2 separate regions of the Mus musculus genome follow, and region 2 is linked to region 1. Evidence: chromatin contacts called from public ChIA-PET data. All regions are on one chromosome and are shown on one strand. Each heading gives the region's core, a stretch centred on a gene start, on an enhancer-like site or on the middle of the called end of the contact. The rest is flanking DNA. Distances are from core to core; before and after follow the strand shown. Region 1 has its middle 28 kb from the start of Rpp21. Region 2 holds the start of Trim39 (tripartite motif-containing 39).

Evidence for each region. ChIA-PET counts read pairs in DNA pulled down with a chosen protein or histone mark.
Region 2: an RNA polymerase II ChIA-PET map of effector CD8 T cells shows a contact between it and region 1, with 89 read pairs. The contact joins the promoter of Trim39 here to the enhancer-like site in region 1. A contact is called at or near these places in 2 of 39 promoter capture datasets (macrophages and pre-B cells), 1 of 15 datasets of contacts at CTCF or cohesin (the NIH/3T3 cell line), 10 of 484 Hi-C or Micro-C datasets (CD4 T cells, CD8 T cells, bone marrow-derived macrophages and 4 more), 7 of 115 datasets of contacts at active chromatin or transcription factors (the SCID.adh cell line, effector CD8 T cells, embryonic fibroblasts and 3 more) and 3 of 9 other capture datasets (adipose tissue, liver and pancreatic islet).

What each region holds. Positions count from the first base shown.
Region 1 is chr17:36,227,563-36,232,565 of GRCm38.p6, forward strand. It overlaps the pseudogene Gm18604. Among named protein-coding and RNA genes, the nearest start is that of Rpp21, 28 kb to the right of the region's middle. Within about 2 kb of position 1,734, at least 10 of the 459 cell types and tissues checked have an H3K27ac peak or open chromatin away from gene starts, as enhancers often do. A contact at or near this core is called in CD8 T cells, the SCID.adh cell line and effector CD8 T cells, where this site is marked.
Region 2 is chr17:36,269,383-36,274,046 of GRCm38.p6, forward strand. Trim39 (tripartite motif-containing 39) reads right to left here and starts at 2,051. Exons shown (of 7, transcript NM_178281.1): 1 at 1,955-2,051.

The DNA of each region.
Region 1 (5,003 bases), core at 484-2,983:
TCCCCCACTGAGCCACTGACCTTGTCTTCCAAGCTCCATGGATGTTTTTCTTTAGAACTGGAGGAATTGTCCTTCAAGCACCAGAGACCAGGTTCTAGGTTTACCTAGGACACCTGCTTATAGGATGAGGTTTAATTAGTTAATCCCACTAAAAGTGACTGTTGGTTGAGGCTATTCTAAGATGATCTAGGGAGAGGTCAGGGTCTTCTTGTCCTCCCACATTGGCATTCCCTAGAGAATGGAGGTATACCTGCCCAACTCAGCATCAGGAATCCCAACCGTAGTTCAGCTCAGTGAGCAACGGAAAATTTGAAAAAGCCGCCAGGCCTCCAGTACCTTCTATCTTAAAACCTAAAACCACAAGCACAAGTTAGAAGAAGTGAGTATAAGTTACAAAACTTTATGGGAGACAGGACGAAGAGATGAGCTCTCCAATATTTGGCTACTATTTTGGCTCAGACGACAAATGTCATTGGATGGTGTCTAATGAGGCTGACTCATATCAGGACTGCTCCAGTGACACTACATACTAAACAATCACTTATAGACTGCCCATTTCATTTCGTGCAGCACGGGGCAAGTGATCTGCAGTAATCCCTGGGTCCTGTTATCCAGAGCTGTTCTAGAGCAGGTTGGAAGGATCTAGTGTTCACCATGAGCCAGAGTCTCTTCTTCTTGGTAAGCAGATCTGGGGGTCTATGTCAGGTGGGAAAGCCTGGAAGAGGTGGTTTGGGGAGGGGACAGGTCAAATTCCCACATGACTGAGTTCTCATTATTTAGAGACTCAGAATAGAATGGAAGGCCTGAGCTGGGTCCTGGGAATGTTGAGTCCTGGTGGAGATCAACATTTTTTTTTTCTGTAATCACCATTGAGTGGCAGAGCTCTGCTTTCATACCCTTGTGTTTTCTTGTCCTGGAAATCTGAGCCTCATTTCAGGACCCTCAATTTCTATATAGAAGACACTATGAAGCACCCTTAGTAAAGTGGGTGGTCTTCTTAGGCCAATTTTCAATTGTATTGTGCTGCATGAGAGACCTTGTGGGGTTTGATTCTATGCAATCCATATTGAGTGATCATGGTGGCCTCCACAGTCCCTCTGATAAGCAGACTCCTGTTCCTTCCTTGCCTATACTAGGCTGTTGGTGTAAGGAGGCTGGTGAGCATGCCCCTAGCAAGAGCGGGTGGGGAGCATCAGGGCTTGCAGCTGCCCAGGGACAGACTCCTGAGCAGGGCAGCAGCTGACAGCCCAGGTTGACAGTGAGGTGACAAATCAGGACTGTCAGCCAGCGATCACCCAGAAAGAGAAATCATAAGCTGAAAAGAAGAATACATTCATCTTGGGACACCATCTGCAGCTGAAAATGGGGAATGGACTGTCAGTCCAGACTTCCATCCTGTCCATATTGAGTGATCATGGTGACCTCCACTGTCCCTCTGGTAAAGCAGACTCCTGCTCCCTCCTTCTCCATACTCAGCTGTTACTTTAAGAGCTTCCTTCTCTGGGCGCCTCGCCACCTAGGGAGGCTGGCTAGTGTGCCCCTAACTAGGTTTAGCACTAGGTTTAGGCTGGTGCGCCACAGCTCTTCTGCCCCTCCCTCCCTCTGTCCCTTCCCCCTTCAGACCTAGCTGCTGCAGGGGGAGGACTTCTAGGCAGCAGCTGACAGTAGACAGTAGGGGCAGAAAGTGAAATAGGCAGAGGCTGACAGTAGACGCTCCTCCCTCCCTCTGTCCCCCCCCCCCCCCCCAGTCAGACCTCACTGCTGCAAAGGGAGGACTTCTAGGCAGTGGCTGACAGTAGACAGCAGAGGGTGGAAAGTGAAATCGAGTAGCTCTCTCACCCAGAAAAGGAAATTCTCAACAGATAAGAAGAAAGCATTCAGTTTGGTAAACCATTTGCAGCTAGAACTTGGGTATGAACCAGCCTGCCACCTTTTGGTCCTTTCCCACTGGTTTGGACTGTGCTGGAAAGACAACAATTTTATGCAGGCTGCAGTTCAACGACTTTGTAAATACCATGCCTACAAAAGGATTTAACACTGAGAAAACTAAGGTAACCTTGGGCAATTCTCAAACAGTCACTTTTCACTTCCGGATGTAGTCACTTTTCACTTTCTGAGCAAGAGAAATTAAGACCACTGTGATAGTTATATACCCCATGCATAGATGACATTGTGTTTGTGGTGGACTCTGTCGGTGTAGCAAACAGAAGAAGCCCAAACTGAACTTTATAAAATAACAAAGATATCAGAAAACCAGGGAGTCCCTGTACTTTTAGTTGCTACCCACCTGGTCTATCAGAGATTGAGACTTGTTACCAATAGGTGAATTGACCTCATGCACTCTTGGCATTGGCAGCCCACCTGTGCAATCATAGGAGGTGGGCTAAAGGAAGGACTTGAGAAAATACATGATATGATAATTAAAAGAAGAAAAATATTGCGGCAACAGAAAGAAAAGATTGGATTGGTGTGGAATAGATTTTCCTTGGTCTGATTTCTGACAAGTTGAAGAGTGTCTACAGCCTGGTTTTCCTGTCTGTCCTCACTGAGGCAATTAAAGCTTTGTGTTGTTGAACAGTCAGATACCCAACTCTGTTGCCTTGTGTCATGAGTAAATACAATGCTTCTTAAAGTGGTCTCTTCTCGCTGATTCACAAATCCTTTGGTACTACCATTGTGGGGAGCTAAAAAAGGCTAGTAATTGACCAGAATACAATTTTGTGGAAATTTGACCTGAAGTTAGGGAAATAAAACTTTGAAGAGAAAAAAAAAAGTGCTTGCTTCCTTCTCTGAAGCAAGGGATGCTTTCCTAACTCTGACTTTTCTTTCTGCCCTTAGGACATCTCTCCCTTGAGGCTGAAACTTCTTTGGGTCTCTTCTAGTCCTAGGCTTTGGGGGATTGCCCCCATCCTGGTCACCACAGGAGTGTTGGGAGCTGCAGCTCTCTGTCTGTGCTGGGTAGGTAACCCTGTTAGCATTTCTTTCATGTCTATGGGAGAAAAAGGAAAGGAATAGGAGCATGCTGTATAATGGTGTATAATGTATATTATTATACAGTGTATAATAGTGGTGAAGGGTATGCGGGGTGGAAGAGTTGACCTCTAGATGAATTCTCATGCATTTTGTCACTGAAGGCTTACAAATGAGTCCTGACAGAGTCAAGAGGCTGCTCAGTGCCTCCTCACCCCCTTTTTTTCAAATATGACTTTTTTTGATTTGTAAGATTAGTTCATTATTTATTTATTTATCATCATCATTTTTGATTTTATCGAGACAGGGTTTCTCTGTGTAGCCCTGGCTGTCCTGGAACTCACTCTGTAGACCAGGCTAGCCTCGAACTCAGAAATTCACCTGCTTCTGCCTCCCAAGTGCTGGGATTAAAGGCGTGCAACACCACTGCCCGGCTAGATTTGTTTATTTTATGTATATGTATATTTATTTTATCTATATGAATACACTGTTTTCATGCACACCAAAGAGGGCATAGGGTCCCATTACAGGTGGTTGTGAACGACCAGGTGGTTGCTGGGAGTTGAATTCAGGAATTCTGTAAGAACAGCTGCCAGGTGTGGTGGAGCGCGCCTTTAATCCCAGCACTTGGGAAGCAGAAGCAGGTGGATTTCTGAGTTTGAGGCCAGCCTGGTCTACAGAGACAGCATCCGGCCGCACTGGAGTACGAGTCGGGGAACGGTCTCAGAGGTCCCCGAGAGGCCGGGGGGAGGGGAGGGCGGCGGGGGTGGAGGATCTTACTCACACGCGAGCCCCGGGACGCACAATCCACAGACGACGGGTCCCCCACCCCCCACCCCGTCCAGGGAAGCCGGGACACAACGGGTCAGCAAGGCCCTCTCCCTCCCCGAACTGGCAACCCCGGGGGGTGACTCGCGTCGGCACACGAAAGCCGCGGCGTCCCGCGGGCCGGCGCCTGAGCGGGTACCGCCCGGGCGAGGACACAGAGATGAAGAAAAGCCAAGGCGGCCACGGGCCCCGACCGCCCCTAGCGGCCGCGTGCGGCGCAAAGACGCCCACAGAGGGAGGGAGGAATGCCTAGTCAGTGTTCTTAACCACTGAGCCATTTCTCCAGCCCTGTCTTTGGTTTTCTTGCTGAGAGCCACCTGCTTCTCTTCATGTATCATTTCATCTTACATCCTTGCCAGAGCTTCATTTCTCTGTTATGTCCTCCTGACTGAGATGACCTCCTCAGTTAAGCAGCACACCCTGCTGCTTCAGACATCTCTGTTTAAGCCTCTGTGTGGGAGCTCTTCAATGTCTCTGAGCCAGGCCAGCTCTCCTAACATTCACACAGCATTGCTTCCTGTCCCTGTGACTCTCCATAATCTTTAATTCTATGGCATGCATGCGTTGGTCTTGGTTTATTTTCCTGTGGTATGACAAAATCCTCTGACATAAGCAAGGGAGGAAGTGTGTAGTTGGGCACAGACCCAGGGCATGGCCATGGAGTTGGGAAGCTGGAGCAGCTGCTTACAGTACATCCACAGGGGGCAAAAAGCTTAGGGAACTTTGTTCTTTCTATGAAGTGCTGTTGGGTTCTGAGTGGAGGTGGAGAAAAGTCAATTCAAACTTAAAAATGAAAGCTTTATTTTCAGGGAGTTGGCCAGTTCAGGAAGCTACATTGCTTATTTAAAGGGCAAACCCACAAAAACAGGCCAGTGGGGTGGGGACTAGGGAGAGCTTCTAGGTCATCCAATCCCAGTTTGACATTAAGGGTTAAGTAAGGGAGCATATGAAGTAGACAAGGCTTTTCCTAGGACACCTGTCTTCAAGGCCTTTAACTTTGTCCCTTAGACACTCCATTGGGAAACAAGACCCTTAACTCATCCTCATAGATATTTGGTCCAGAGCTCAAGGTGATAAAAGAACAAAATCAGGTCAGCTGTGTGCAGTTAATGATGGCTTGGCAAGCCATTGACTCTATTCTTACAATGTAGACATCTTGATAATGATGACATCAGGTTCTACATTCATTTACTGGTTTATAGACA
Region 2 (4,664 bases), core at 801-3,300, 42 kb after region 1:
TAGGGGGACTGTCATTAGCTGAAGGCCAACGTAGGCTACACAATGAGTTCTAGGTTAGCTTGAATTACACAGATCTTATTTCTACAGGGAGGGAACCATGGGAAATGAGATATGTCACATAAGCCAAAGTATTAAGATTTTAGCTGGGCATGGTGGCTCACTGTGAGGCAGGAGGATCAATACAAGAATAAGGCTAGCCTGGGCTGTAGAGTAAGATTTGTAAAACAAATAATATATCTACATATCTATTAAAACTGACTATCAGCCCTAGAACTCATTACTACTTTAAAGAACTTCATATATAATTACTGCATCGATTTCAAAGAACCCCAAGCTACTTCTTCTAACGTCATAGGAAGTTTATTGTTTTAGAGTCTAGCCTTGATTGTCTGCTGTTCCTCTTAATGAGTTACACTACAGTAACACACTGTTTCAGGGAAAGCATGACATGGTTCTTCCTTTCCCCAAACTAGCCCAAAGGAAGAACGCTCTCTTCTTGAAGATGCTCCTGTCACTCACCGCATTTCTATTTGTGTGCAGCTGGGATGGCTGCAAAGCAACAAATACATATCAGCTCTAAGGAAGCACCATTGAGTGCATTGAGGGCAGCAGCTTCTTGGAGAGAGAGCTGGCAAGTACATTCTAAACATTCAGTGGTGACTGCAGTCTTTCAACGTCACTACTGATAACTAACTCCTTAGATAGTCAGTGATTAGGAAGGAAATTAGCCAGGTATGGTTAATACTAGGTAGGTAGCGCATGTACCGAGGAGGCAAAGGCAGGAGCCTCAGGAACTCGAGGCCAGCCTAAATTAAATATAACCAATAAATAGTTATTGGTCTCAATAAATGAATAAGTGTATGGAAAGAGACAACCAAAGCTCTCCATTCTTAAGATGTCAATACATAAGTAAGCTAATTTATCTGGTCCCATAACCCCCTACTTTCCTTCTGTCCCAAAAGGGGCCCCCCAAAAAGGAAGGAAATTTGATAGGTCTACCCATCGACAGAAAAGTGCCCATGTAATGAATTGGGGCAACAATGATTATTTCTGTATACTGGTGGTACAAATGGAAGGATTTTAAGTAGGAGTTGGTAACTTATCCTCTTTTAATGGAGAAAAGAATTGATCCAGATAAGTACAGTTGGATGATTTCTTTCTTCTCTGCCCATTAGAATCCAGTTTTGACTAGTGACTTAGCCTCCTCCTCCTCAATCCTACAGATAAGTGGCATCCTCACCTAAAACTGAACCATATTCACACTTGAGAGACCTGCATGTATCTAATTAGCAAATAGATGGTATGAGAGAGAAACGGGCTCAAGGATAGTGAAGAACGGAGAGGATTTGGAGCTGGGGGTGGTGTGGTGGTGGTGTAGAGGGCAGCCATAATATGGCCTTGTGCTCCTCTGGCTTGATCCTTCCTCCCACTCTCCATTACTCGATCTCAGTGTAAGTAATCGCGTCAGAGACGTCCACGTTTTGCCTTTAATCACTATTGGGTACCACCTCAGGAGCCTCTTTCAAGCACTGGCCACAACTCTGTCCCACCCGTTCTCCATCTTCTCCAGCCATATCGGGAGCATGAGGACCAGAGTGAGGGAGCATACGTCGTGCTTGGCAGGGAGGAACGGATGCGTGTCTAAGTGAGGGAGAGGTGTGACGTGAAGGTGGGATGCCCGCTGCCATGTCGCAGCCCAGACCCGCGATGACTGCGTCAGTTTCACCCGGGGAGACCAAAGGCAGCGGGACAGGGGAACGGCGGGGTAGCCAAGCAACGCCGGACGCGCTGACGTCGCCGGGGCGGCAAACGTCCTCCGGGCCCGAGGCGGGCGGAGGCAGCTGTGGTTGCGCGCCGGCCGGCTGACGTACTCGCCGGGCGTAGGGCCGCGGCGAGAGGAGCCCGCTCGCTGGAGCCGGCTGCGGGACCCTTGTGGCGGCGGCGCAGCACCTACCTTCCCGGCTCCGGGTCCCGGAGTGCCGGGCGCGGAGCCGCCGGAGCACTGCCTCCCTCCTTCCTCCTCCCCTCACCCCCGCCCCGCGGCGCGACACACAATACTCGCCGGAAGCGGAAGCCGCGCTGCGGCGATGGAAGACAGCTGCGCGGCGCCGAGCCGCCGTGCCAGGGCCTAGTCGGGCCCGCGGCGGGTGGCGGGCGGAGAGCCGGAGGCGAGGGCCTGCGCGGCTAGTTTACCGGGCGAGAGGGAACCCGCCGCTTCCCGTGGCTGAGGTGCTGGCGCCCAGGTGACCAGAGCGGTCCCCCGGAGACTGAGGGCCGCGCATGCGCGTGGCGAGACGCCGAACCCCATGGCGGGCAGCGCGCCGTGGCTGGGCTGGCAGAGCTGCGCGGTCAGCGAGCCCGCAGAGGCTCAAGCTGGTCCTCGGTGGGGCTGGGAACCGCAGAGGCCTGGGCGGCTACGGGTTGTGGGCGTTGGGCCACACTTTCCCGGTCTCCGGGTCAATTCTGGGGGAGGGTTGCTGTTTAAGGCGGCGGTGTATTACGTGGCCGACCTGAGAGTCTATGCTGGCACGTCACTTCCGACTGGCTGAGGTTTGGCAATTTAACCGGCAAGCTGTAGTAGGTGAGTTATCTTGGCTGCAGACCGAGGTGCGTCTTTTCCCCTCCTCCGGTTGGGTGATGTATTAGCCAGGGGTTCTCTAGAGCTACAGAACCTAGTGAATGTTTCTCTCTCTATAATTAATCGTGATGACTTACAGGCTAACCCAACAATGGGCAGCTGTGGATGGGAAGTCCAAGAATCTAGTAGTTGCGCAGTCCCACGTGGCTAGTTCTTTCAGCTGGTCTTCTGTAGAAGTAGGTTCCGACAGATGTGCTGGCAAGTAAGTGCAAGCCCGTGAAGAAGAGAATCTTCCTTCTTCCTATGTCCTTATGTAGACTTCCAGCAGAAGGCGTGGCCCAGATTAAGGTGTGCACCACCTTGTTTGGATTTGGGACTTGCTTTCTCCCGGGCTGACTTTGAACTCAGAGAACTCCTTGCCCCAGTCTGGGATTGAAGTCGTGTACTGCCTTGCCTGGTCCTAAACTTAATGGCCACTGTACCTCAAGATCTCCATGTCAAGATCCAGGTCAGAAACTTGTGTCTTCCAGCCTCAAGATCTGGATCACAGGTGAGCCCTCCAATTCTGGGTTGTAATTCCTTCCAGATAGTCAAGTTGACCACCAGGAGTAGCCACCACAGCTGACATTAGCGAAACGCTTTCCCTGGCTGGAGCTGGAGTGTAGAAAACCGGTCTAGTTCGGTGCTTTGCTGCCCCTGCATCTAGGATGCCAGGAGGACCAAATCCTGTGCTCAGGAAACACTGGGTGGGAACCAAAGCCTGCTTCTTTCTCTTTGAAGACCTTGCTTAAGTTTCTCTGGGAGAGCAGATGGAGCTTATGGATAGACTCCAGACTTGCACATTGGCCTCCTTGTTGTGTTTTATAAAAAGATAAGGAGAGAAGGAGTGTGTTTGGTGGAGGTGTAGTCAGGTGTGGGAGGAGGGGTGCCTCTGCAGGCCCATGCTGCCGCATCCCTCCCCCCTGAGGGACCAGCCACACGATGACGATGGCATAGTATAGAATAGAGTTTATTCAGGGAATGGGGAGGGGATTTGAGAGGGTAGTAGAGACGGAGAAAGGTGGGGGGGGGGGGGGAGAAGAGAGCAGAGAAGAGAAGAAAGAGAAGTAGAGGCCAGCCGTGAGTGCCATGAGCACGTGGGGAGAGAGGAGGAGGCGAGTGGTGAGAGAGGGGGAAGAGGCAGGACAGGACAGAGTAAGAGCAAGAAGGCAAGAGAGGTAACTGGGGCAGAGCCTAGACAAAATGCTAACGCTTGTTGTTTTTGGAAGTGTCATAAACCTGTCATGGTGAAGATTTTTGTGGAGGGGATGAGTTGATGTGGAGGGATCGTCTGCTGGTACAGATGTAATGGACTCAGGAGGAGTCAGTGCTAGGATGCACATTGACACTACTGGATGCATAGGTAGCTTGTCCCTCTGTTGTGAGACAGACCTTTTCTGGGGAGATAAACACGTGTCTGCTCATCTCAACAAACTGACACGGACCAAAGTATGCGTACCACTGAAGTCCGATGTGGTGAAGCATGAGTTTTACTGGGGTTATTTAGAGGAATATGGGTGAGGAGTTACTTACAGGAACAGAAATAACTCAAAGACAACACGGTGTCACCAAAGTCCACCCCCGTGTAGTTGACAGCTCACATAGCTGGAAACCTGGAGCACACTGCACAGATGAAGAGGCTGAGGGTCTCTTTCCGGCTAGTGTGCGCATCTTCCAGGCTGCTTGTTCTTATTTCTTCCAGTCGTCATCTGCTTCTGCTGGGCTCACCTGAGAGTGGCTCTCGGCAGTGTCTACTGTTAATGCCCTCGGGAGGAAGGGATTTTGGACTTCTGAAGCTGTCAGGAGTTGTTTCTTAAGGTGCTTCCCTGTAGCACTTCACTTCTCTTTAGAATGTCTTGTTGCTTTACATCTCTGTAAACCCCTTGTTTTAGGAAGTTTCCCTCCATGATGCAAGGTTTTAATCTCAGAGGAAGCCACTACAAAACACTCTCTCTCCTTCCTGCAACAGTTGGCATTCAACATATTTGCGTGTATTTGAATGCGTGCCCTCCTTTCAGAGGAAGTGGTCCTTCTTCTGTTTTAGTTC